2 separate regions of the Astyanax mexicanus genome follow, and region 1 is linked to region 2. The links are chromatin contacts, called in public Hi-C maps. All regions are on one chromosome and are shown on one strand. Each heading gives the region's core, a stretch centred on a gene start, on an enhancer-like site or on the middle of the called end of the contact. The rest is flanking DNA. Distances are from core to core; before and after follow the strand shown. Region 1 holds the start of plpp3 (phospholipid phosphatase 3). Region 2 holds the start of usp24 (ubiquitin specific peptidase 24).

Region 1 (5,334 bases), core at 1,007-3,506, 340 kb before region 2:
AGGCTTGTTGTATTAATGTTATAGCGGGTCACAGTGAACCGAACCTGGACTTGGAACAAAAAACATCAGACTATCCATTAAAAGGCTGAAACTAAACAAGACGCTTCTACAAGATACAAAATATACTTCAAACCTTTTTGGTGGACTTCCTGAACATACAAAACATTTTAAATGATCAACAACAAACAGCCTTGTGTTGTGTATATTAGTGGACATCTGTGGAGAAGAGTGGAAATGATTTCCAACTACAGCTGGAAGACTTTTAACTTCTACGAAAACTGTGTGATTGTGTAAAAGAGTTTGTATAATATCTGTTGTACCATGCAGAATAAGCGTGTATAGAAGATAAAATGTACTGATGTGTATTATATTTAGTAATGTAACCAAAAAATGAGTGAGTTAATTTGATATAATTTCATAAAAAGCAGTGTCAGTAATATTCCAGTTGTGAACCATTATGACCACTAGATGGAGGAGTAGGATTACTACTGAGAAAACCAGAGGCGAACATTTCAGGCAAAATACCACTGACTAGTTCTGTATAGAGAAACCACAACAGTACTATCTGCTCTTGCCTTTCTCTTCTCCTCCCTCATTTCTATATCGGTGAATGCAACAGCATGTTGGGTTTAATTATTTTATTCACAATGTATTTTAAAATATTTTAAAAACTACTATATCATTCTTATTATGCAGCACAATTAAAAATACTAGTGCGTTAGTATAGATAAGAAAAAGAATGACACAATGCAATGAAGTACAACACTGCTATCTAGTGGTTGAGGCTTAAAAAGTAGGCAAAATGAACCACTGTCTGACTTCAATCTTTACATTTGAACTAATAAATAAATGTCAATACTGAGTTTTTGAATATGAATTTGCAAACAATATATTGCTATACGTTCATATTGATATTTTCTTACAATACATTAAAAATACATGCTGTACAATACAAAAATACATGCTGCATAACTATCACTTACAACAAAGTTTGAATATATTTTAAAATATGATTGTGTGATTTATAAAACATACACACAATGCAGAGAAAGGGTTCACAATAATACTGCAACAGTAAAACAGTACGAACATTCAGAAATGTGTTGTTTTTTGGTCATTTATTGTTTATAAATACCGATTTGCAAAACAAACTATTGCTATATTTTGATATTGATATTTCCTTACACCTCTAATAAAAATACATGCTGCATAACTACCACTTACAAAGTATGAAGAGATTTTTTACATTACATTACATTTGGCAGACGCTTTTGTCCAAAGCGACTTACAATAGTGATGTACATTTAGTAATAGAAGACATAGAAGTTCAAGGCAAAAAAAACAAACAAAAAAAAAACCCATTTAAGACAGGGCCCAAAGGAGGCCAAAGGGAAATAGTGGGATAGAGGAGGGAAAAAGAGGGAGCAGAAAATGAGGTTAGAAGTAGTAAGTGCTCTTTGAAGAGCTCAGTCTTCAGGAGTTTCTTAAAGGTAGCGAGGGACTCTTAATTCTCACACTAAAAGCTGACGGGCTCAGTCAACTCTTGAGAGCTGCTCGCTTTGTTAACTATGAAACAAAAGGACCTTTTGGCCACGCCTTATTGGCTATGATTTAATTAACTCGTTCCCTCGCCTTAATTATCTGGTTCCCACGCCTTAGGATCTCGTTTTCATGCCTTAATAAGGCATGGCCACGCATTATTATTATTTTTTTTTTTTTTTTACATGATGTCACTTTAGGGGCTCCGTAATAAAACATACACACAATGGAAAGGGTTCACAACAATTTATAGCAAAACAGTTTATAAGATCAAGGAATTAAAACATGTATTAAAATTTCATCATCAGAATATGAAGAAAAGTGTGTGTGGAGCTTTGTTAGACGTCGTTAAACTCGGGTATAAAGAATATATTGTTCAGAATAGAAGAGTTCAGCTCTTCGTTTGGCGTCTTTCTTTCTTTCTGTCTCTAACCTTCTCAGTGCTTTATGACCGCCTGTATTCCGTGTAGCCCCGCCCTTCTGCGCAATGATTGGCTAGGCGATTCGAGACTCTGCTCCTGATTGCAGCATTGCAGGAGCTACCAGCCAATCGCAGCGCGGACAGTCAGAAGGACACGCTTCCACTCCACTCAGTCTCAGAGCGAGAGGGCGGGGCCTGCCTGAATACGGGTGGCAGGAGGAGCGCGTGCTGCAGGCTCGGAGCGTAAGGGCTGAGCATAATAATAAGCATGCAGGTGGGTCTGGAGGAAGGGGGCTGAGCCTGCTGAAGCTCTCTCTGCTGCACACGGAGAGAGAGAGAGGGAGAAGGAGGAGGAGGAGGAGGAGGAGGAGACGAGGGAAGGGAGTCTTAAAACTGGAGTTGAAGCTCCTGCGCTTTTTAAAACGCCGCTCTCGCTCTTCTCCCCTCAGAAAGCCCTCCAACACTAGAGAAGTGGACTCAAGTTCTCCTCCACTCACTGACTTACTGACTGAAAACACACACTGACCGGGGGGCTGCTGTCTTCATCCCACAGACCGAGAGACGGTGACCGTGAGGCGGGTTATTATTCACTCTACACACCGGTTCAACGGTTCAACATTCAGCAGGACTTCACTCCTCCTCTGAATATCAACTTTTAAGGACTTTTTCTCCTCAAACGAGCCGGACCTCGCCTCCCATCTTACCTTCTACATTTATCTATCTTTTTATCTGAGTGACTGACTGAGTGAGCAAGCTGAGTTTGTGCTCGTGTGGACTGAGGTTTCTGTACAGCAGGAGGACGGAGCTCTCACATGCCAAAATACATGTATGAGAAGGCGATGGCACCCGAAACAAGAAACGGTGGAACTGCGACGTTAAATAGCAGCACTGGCATGAACAAGAGCAAGAGGAAAATTTTAATAGCTCTAGACATCTTCTGCCTGCTCCTAGGTGAGTCTTTAAACCTGCCTCATTTCCCCTTTTTTCATCACTGTTAATCTAGCTAACCTAGATAGATTTACTATCAACAAAACATTTAAAATATAAAAAAAAGAGAACAAAAACAGCTTTAGCCATTCATCAACAAGTCTTACTCTAATTCTACTGTTTTGTGACATGGTGTTAGCCTTACACTCTCAGAAAAATGGTACAAAACTGCTAAACTGTTTGCTAGTTACTCATGTATACAGTGCATGTAATGTTAACTAGACAGTTAACTAACCCTCTATGACATTAATAATATTTTGAGAGAGAAAAAAACTTTTTTCAGACCCTTTTATTTATTGAAATGAAAAAGAAAAAAAGAAACATGTTTTCGTAAGCTTCCAACAAGAAGAATGTAAAAACGTATAAACATTTTTTATTTATTTATGTCTCATTGTATTGGACGTAGATATGCCTTGTAAAATTATATTTAAAATAAAATAATTAAATAAATAAGTAAATACATACATAAACAATAATTTATGCTATGGTATAGAATGGTGTAATAACAAATAAATAATGATGGTTTGTTGCCTCATGCCATAAAGGGTTAAGAAACATAGCTAGGTTAAGTTATTGAGTTGCACTTGTTTTTCCCTATTTTTAAGGGACGTATATGGACCTAAAATATCTTTCTGTACTTTTGACAGCACATTTAAACAGTTTTAATCAGTTTTTATCAGTACAGTACCCTTTTTCTGACAGTGTCCTCCGTGAACCGACTGCAAACAAAGCAATAAGGATATTTTAATCTCTCACTCAAGCTTAATTTCCCCCAAAATGCAAATCCTCCAAGCTCTCCCATTTATTACCCTTGTTTAATTCAGCCTGTTTTACATCCTTATCTTTTTAAACAGAAGTAAAGTACCGTTAAACCCTCTTATCTCACAGGAATAGGGATGGGCACAGATGGCACCACTATTTAAACAGTATTGTCCCATTGACTTATTAAAGTGGGTGTGAAAGGGCATGTGCGCATATATCCAGCCTTCATAATACCATCTCTCATTTACATGCGCCGCGACCGTTGAACTGTCACACTGTTCAGTCTTTGTTTACAACTTTTACATGAGCAGCTTCCCAGAGTGTGAGGGGCTGTATTAGACAGGGTGCTTTGCTGGTCAATGCCAAACTTTAATAAAACAAAATAAAGTAAAGAAACTACAGCTAATATGTTATTAGTGGAGGAAACGTGTTAGTGTTCTCAAACTGTTTTTAAAGGATCTAAATGAGTGAACCTCAATCAGAATTGGATCACATTTAGTGGCTGCTTCTCTTGTTGTGTTGACATCTTTGGTATGACCTAGGACTGGACAAAAATTCAGTCAGTATAGGTCACGATGGATTGATAGTAGAATGATTTATAAACCATTAATTATTTTTTATCTAAGTTTCATTGCAAGCCTACATAAATCTATTATGTGAGTCTTTGTCAGTTTTTCTGTGTCTTTTATATAGGTCGTTTTAATTAAATGACTATAACAAATTATCCACAATTAAATATTCTACCTATTATATATTGTGATATCAATTTTGTGAATATTGCATCTTACACAACTTGCATGTGCTACATAGAAGTGAATGGATTAGAGTGGTTGGACCTTAAGCTTTAGAGTAAAGTCCAAAAATCTTCTAAGCCTTGCCTGAATGTAAAATGTCACTTGTGTTGGTAGACTCAGGGATGCTCAGGAATGTATAGTACAGGTGAAATGTGCGTGAAGTTGTTAGCTGTTGATGGCTCGACTTTGTTAAAATCTTTTTGAGTTTTGAGTGTCTGGAAACCATCACAGTGAGCTTTCCTATAGCCAGTGAGTGCTCAGTGCCTGAGGGATTAGCAGAGCATCAGCCCAACGTTTTGCATTCTTCCAAGAGCCCCTCTCCTCAAATCCCCCTTTCACCAGATGGCTCATCTCCTTTCAGAGCATACCACAGCATCATATCAACTTTCTCTCTGAGCCGAGAGGCAGGTTGAGTGCCCCTCTGTCCTTTTGTTTGAGGGAATGTGGAGAAGAATTGCTAAAACGTGTGGTTGTAGAGAAGCAGGGTGAAGTTCTTTGGGAGAACTAAGGAGACTCACCCATAAAAGTGCTGCTAAGCTTTCAACAGGCAACTGCCATAGGAATCAAACTTCAACTCAAGCAGAAAGGCTGGACAGCAGGTGGTAGACAGAAGAATTTCTGCAGTAGTGCATGATATATTTGAACAGTTTGGGCTGTGTTTTTTTGGGTTAATGTAAAGTTTAATAAAATATTCGCAGAAGGTTGCAAAACTTTCCCAGTCTCAAACCTTTCAACCAGTCAGTTTATTTTGCAATATGGAAAAAAAGGGTGACAATGTAGACATCCAGTTTTACAGTGTTGCTTTACAAGGGGGTTTCAAACACACCAAAA
Region 2 (5,365 bases), core at 1,615-4,114:
TGTGTATGCAGAAAAGTCAGTTTAAAAAAAAAAAAAAATCAGTAAGAGATAAGGTACATTTGGAAAAAATAATGTCTATGTGCCCTACTGCACTCACCCAGTTTTTTGGAATATGTGTCAAGTTTATATGCTGCCTGCTCCAAAGCTGTTACTTGTTCCTCAATCTGATTAATCTGGTCTAGATATGGCTGCAAGCTGGCGTCTGTAAAATAGAGGAAAAATTTGTAAACTGAAAGAAAATGATAAAACAGTGTCTAAATGATGATCCGTGAATTAAAAAAAAAAAAAAAAACACAAATAAAACATTCCAATAATTATTATAGAAACTACATTGCCATTACAGACAAACATTAGAATTTCTTTAATTTACTTTCTTTACTGATCTTGTACAATGAATTAAAGCAAAGCACATAAAAATGTCTCAAGGTCTTACATTTCTGATTGAGATCTTGTAGGTTGCGGCTGATGTTAATTGATATGTCCTTCATCTCCATGTACTTCAGACTGGTGAGTTTGTTCATGTTCTCCAGAAGTTTATAGTCTTCACATGTGGCTGGTTACAAAGATTTAAATAAAATTAAATATGTAAATACATATTTTAGACAGAGATAAATTTGACACCGAGTGTACAACAACTACCATTTACCTTTTGCTGTTAACTGACAATACAGTGGTAGCAAAACTCATTGCTTATGTTTCTCTTTATTATTATCATCAATTTAACTAGCTTAAATGTTGTACTATACAAGTACATACTAAGGAATAGATACCATGTTTGCAGTTCTACAAAAGCAGGCACAATGAGTGTTCTCCAAGATTTCCCAACACAGCTCCTGGAGACAAACCTCCCTGCACATATCGGTACTGTGCCTGATTTAACCCACTTGATTTTAGATAAACATTTGCCTGTTCAACAAGTAACAGTCAACCTGTTCATGTGCTGCTTAATATAGCATAAATGCAGATCATGTGTTTACCTGTGAGTTCTCCTTGAAGGAAAACTGACATTTTGTCAAACATGTCTCGGCAGAGTTCATTTATGTCCGGCTCAGCAGGCTCAGTTGCCTCTTCAGCAGTTTCCACACCACCGTCATCTGCAACAGACGTGTTCAGAAAAGGATCAACATCAGTAAGAGGAAAAAAAAGGAGGATTTAGTTCTGCTGGGGAACTGTAAAACCACTAGCCAATGAAGAACCAACTCCATGCAGCTCTGGAAAAAAATTAAGATACCACTTCAGTTTCTGGATCAGTTTCTCTGATTTTGCTATTTATAGGTATACGTTTGAGTAAATTGTTATATTTCAAAATTATATTCTAGTTGTATATGACGGATCACCAACAAATAGAAAAAAAACACTAGCTCTCAGCTAGCTAGGTACAGAACAGAAACCACAGCTATAGTTATTTGGTAGCTATGGTTAGCTCTGGGTAGCTGATCTGCTAAGAGATGAACCGTTAAAGTGAGCCTCTCACTGTTGTTGGTGGGTCTTTTAGGCGCCGGTGCTGCAGTTTCCGTGTCCCCATCGCGCCCTGCGTCCTCCTTTTGGTCCGAGTCGCTCCTCAGACTGAGCACAGCCGGTGGTGCAGGTACTCTAATGATACTGTCCATAGCAGCTGCCTTCTCTCCTGTAGCCGCCATTTTATCCCCACATCACATGACTGGACCCGAGAAACACGTGACTCTCCACATTCTTCACGACCACACCCTGACAGCAACATTTAATACACATATCAATATATTTAGAGCTTCATTTTACTATATTTATAATATGCAAAACATGTGTATTATATAAAATAATATTAATAAATATTGATATAAAATAATAACACGATAACATCACTTATATAAATATAATCGAAATTATCTGGCAGTGTGTGAACAGTATTTAGTTCAGTTTTGAGTACTTAGCGAGTAAAGTCATTTTACTGGTATATTTACTACACTGTAAATACTGGAGGCGTGTTTATGAGGTGATTTGCTTTTATTTATATAAAATACACACAGCAAGATTAGCAACACGCATAACTCCGCGGACTCCATATCAGCAGGGATTTTTTGTTTTTCAAAATAAAAGCCCCCCTCATCACTACCCGCTTTCTGCAACTCAGTAACGCAGACATTAGGGGAAAAATTATAATTTAATGTTGGAGCAGATCTGACTATTATGTATACAAAATATACAGTTTATTAATGCATATTAATTAACATGTGTTAAAGTTCAATGGAGGTTAATTTTTTATCCATAATATCTTATACAAAAAATAAAATATACAAACTGTAGAAAAGATCAGATTGACTAAGATATTTTGTTTTGTGTGTTTTTTTTTCTTTATAACGAGTAATATAAAAGGATGAAAAAAAAAGTATTTTGTGGACGATAAACATGTCTTGGTATTAAACTACCCACAAATCCAGGGACTGGGTAAAATTCCTTTAGGAAAAAAAAATCATGTAATACATGTGTATGCATATTAGGCAAATAAATTACAAAGAAAGGGCATGCTTTCACAAATCTTACAGGATATCTGCACATTCCTACAGCACCCCCAGGGCTTTTCATCAAACCTGCAACATATCATACATTTTTCCAGTGCTGATGAAATAATTAAATGTTGAGGGTTCGTCAAAAATATATGCCCAGCCTTTAATCATTCTGGAGTTGGCTTTATTGGTCCTTGCTGTTGAGAGTCTAATAGTATGTTTATATTCTGCAAATCTAATCTTAATGTTTTTTTTTATATACATTATATGCACACATATTTCTAATATGCACTATATACACATTGTGACGGTTTTTAAATTCACACAGGTCTCTCTCTCTCTTTTTCTCCCTCCAGTGCCTCTGCTGGAGGATGATGATGATGGGACTCCTCTCTCCATCGTGACAGGACAGGACACACCACCGACTGTAAACATGGCGGCGTGCACAGCCAGCGGTCTGTGCTGTTCGCCTCCTTACTGAAGTCCGGAGGATCCGCACACTCGAGCCATGGAGACCGAGGAAGAGCAACACATGACCACGCTCCTGTGCATGGGCTTTCCAGACCCGGTAGCCATTCGAAAAGCCCTTCGCCTGGCCAAGAACGACATCAACGAGGCTGTGGCTTTCCTCACCAACGAAAGCCCCGGACTCGGCTATGGCTACGAGCCGATGGAGAGCGGCCCCAGCCCGGGCTCGGGGCAGGGGGGAGACGGCGGCGAGAACAGCGGCAGGACCGGGACGGGCGGTTTTGACCCTCCGCCCGCTTATCACGACGTGGTGGAGAGCGAGGTAAGACCTCGGCGCTGAAGGCTTACAGAGTCATGAACAGGCGGGCTTTAGCTGCAGCCATAGCTCGCAGTGAGCTGAGCTAGCCCGTTAGCATGACCGCTCATCTAAGCGGTAGTGAGGCTAGCCTAGAGGACCACAGTGGAGCGAAGGGCTCAGAGTGGCTGGCTGTCAGAGAGGCTGGAGGGAAAGTGGCGGCAGCATGCTGCCTGCCGGCTAACGAGCTAACACAGCTAGCTTTAGCTAAACACACACAGTTTAACACGAGATACCCACCCAACACTGGGCAGTTAACATTAGGAAACGTTAGGTTAAATAATTTCAGGTGGTTAACTAACTAACCTAGCTAGCTTAGCTGTGTCTAGCAGCTGAACTCTCTTGCCTCCTGTAAAAAAGATGCATTTGAACATTAGGTTTTGCTGTGTTAATAAATTCAGCTGGGCAGCCGTTTCAGTGAGAGGTGCACTGGCATTTAACACAGTAGTTAGTTACTAGTAGTAATAGTAGTAACATGGCTTAATAGTTAGCTAGCTAACCAGTAAGGTCTGGGGGAGGGGCTCTCACTCTCTTACGCGTGTTAGCAAGCAGATATCTAACCTAGGTTAGCTAACGTTAAGCTACTGGTTAGTGGTTGTGGACCTGTTGGATCAGTGTGAATGTGTGTGACACAGCTAGCTAATAAAGCTAAATGAAAGCCCACACAGCTCCCAATATACCATGCTAACTGGTTAGCCAGCTAGTGGCTATATCACGTATTAGCTTACCCTGCTAGCCAGGTTAGCTAACCTAGCTAATTAACGCTGGTTAGTTAGTTAGCTGTCTGCTAAGCAGCAGTGTGTGGCTGTGAGCAGGCGCGTTAGCAGGCTCTAGTTAACTATGTTAATGATTTTAATCTGGCTGCTGGGTTATGAAGTATTCAGCAACCACTGCAGCCGGCTCGTCGTGCTAATAATGTTCAAGACTGGCCATGTGTGAAGTGTCAGAGTCTCATCGGTTGAATACGCCTTATATATATATATATATATATATATATATATATATATATATATATATATATATATATATATATATATATATATATATATATATATATATCGTTACCTACGGCATGCTTGTTTAAGAGAGGAATTCGCAAAACCCGGACTGTTGGTAGACCTAAAACTAGGTTAGCTAGCTAGTTAACAAAACTAGCTTAGTTAACGCATGCTGTTCATAAATTACACGACTTTAAAAAGACTCTGAAAAGACTTTTTAACAGACTAAAGTCTGACACCCTCTCACATCTAAAGACTAGTCACAGACTTTTTACTCACAGACAAAGATTTTACAAAGACTGCAGGATCAATATTAAGATCAATATAAGATTATTTCTGATATTGTTTCCCATCCTGCTTCTGGTGGAGTGTACATATAATGCATATTACATATTAAATTACAAATACTCTGTATATCAACACTGATTTATCAGAGACTCACAACCTTTGTCCCCATTAACAGTTTATTTTTCTGCTACACTTTTAGTTCTTGACATAACGTTATTTTTATAGAATACATTTTGTGTTCAACTCTGCCTGTAAGCTTTCCCTCCCTTTTTTCTGATAAAACCTAGTATAGCAAAAAAAAAAAAAAACAGTTTCGCTGCTATACATTTGCCTTTGTTTTAGATAGAATTAATGCAATGAAGAACATCATTCTTGCAAAATGTGTATTTAATAAACTTGTTTGTATCAAAAAACACTGCACAGTAACAAAAAGTAGTGCAAATTAAAATACCTTTAAATATGATTACTTTAAAGTGCTACCTGTGTATATTGTCCTGTACATATAAGTAAGAATCATATAAGGCATATAACCTGCAAAATGTGTTCATTTTGAAATCGTTTGAAAACAGTCACTCAAAATATTCTTGCCTTGCGGCTTCCCGTAGCGCTCCTATTGGCTGTTGACATTGTTCACGTCACAATTTGCGTGAGCCGAGTCTCTGGACTTACGATAATATTAAACACGGTTGATTTTGTCTGAACTCCAGGACGAGAAAAAAATGACTAAAACTTTCAATCCTAACCACCCTCTCCTGACTTTTTTTCTGACTTTG

Evidence for each region. Hi-C and Micro-C count contacts between places; a contact is called where the count stands out from the background.
Region 1: a contact with region 2 is called in a Hi-C map of muscle, with 19 times the contacts expected there. The contact joins the promoter of plpp3 here to the promoter of usp24 in region 2. A contact is called at or near these places in 2 of 3 Hi-C or Micro-C datasets (both in muscle).

What each region holds. Positions count from the first base shown.
Region 1 is chr1:61,608,158-61,613,491 of AstMex3_surface, reverse strand. plpp3 (phospholipid phosphatase 3) reads left to right here and starts at 2,256. Exons shown (of 6, transcript XM_007260661.4): 1 at 2,256-2,911. The coding sequence starts at 2,773.
Region 2 is chr1:61,269,967-61,275,331 of AstMex3_surface, reverse strand. usp24 (ubiquitin specific peptidase 24) reads left to right here and starts at 2,864. Exons shown (of 66, transcript XM_049481394.1): 1 at 2,864-3,273. The coding sequence starts at 2,992. It overlaps bloc1s2 (biogenesis of lysosomal organelles complex-1, subunit 2), which reads right to left and starts at 1,670. Exons shown (of 5, transcript XM_007260662.4): 1 at 1,475-1,670; 2 at 978-1,094; 3 at 434-553; 4 at 98-202. The coding sequence starts at 1,640.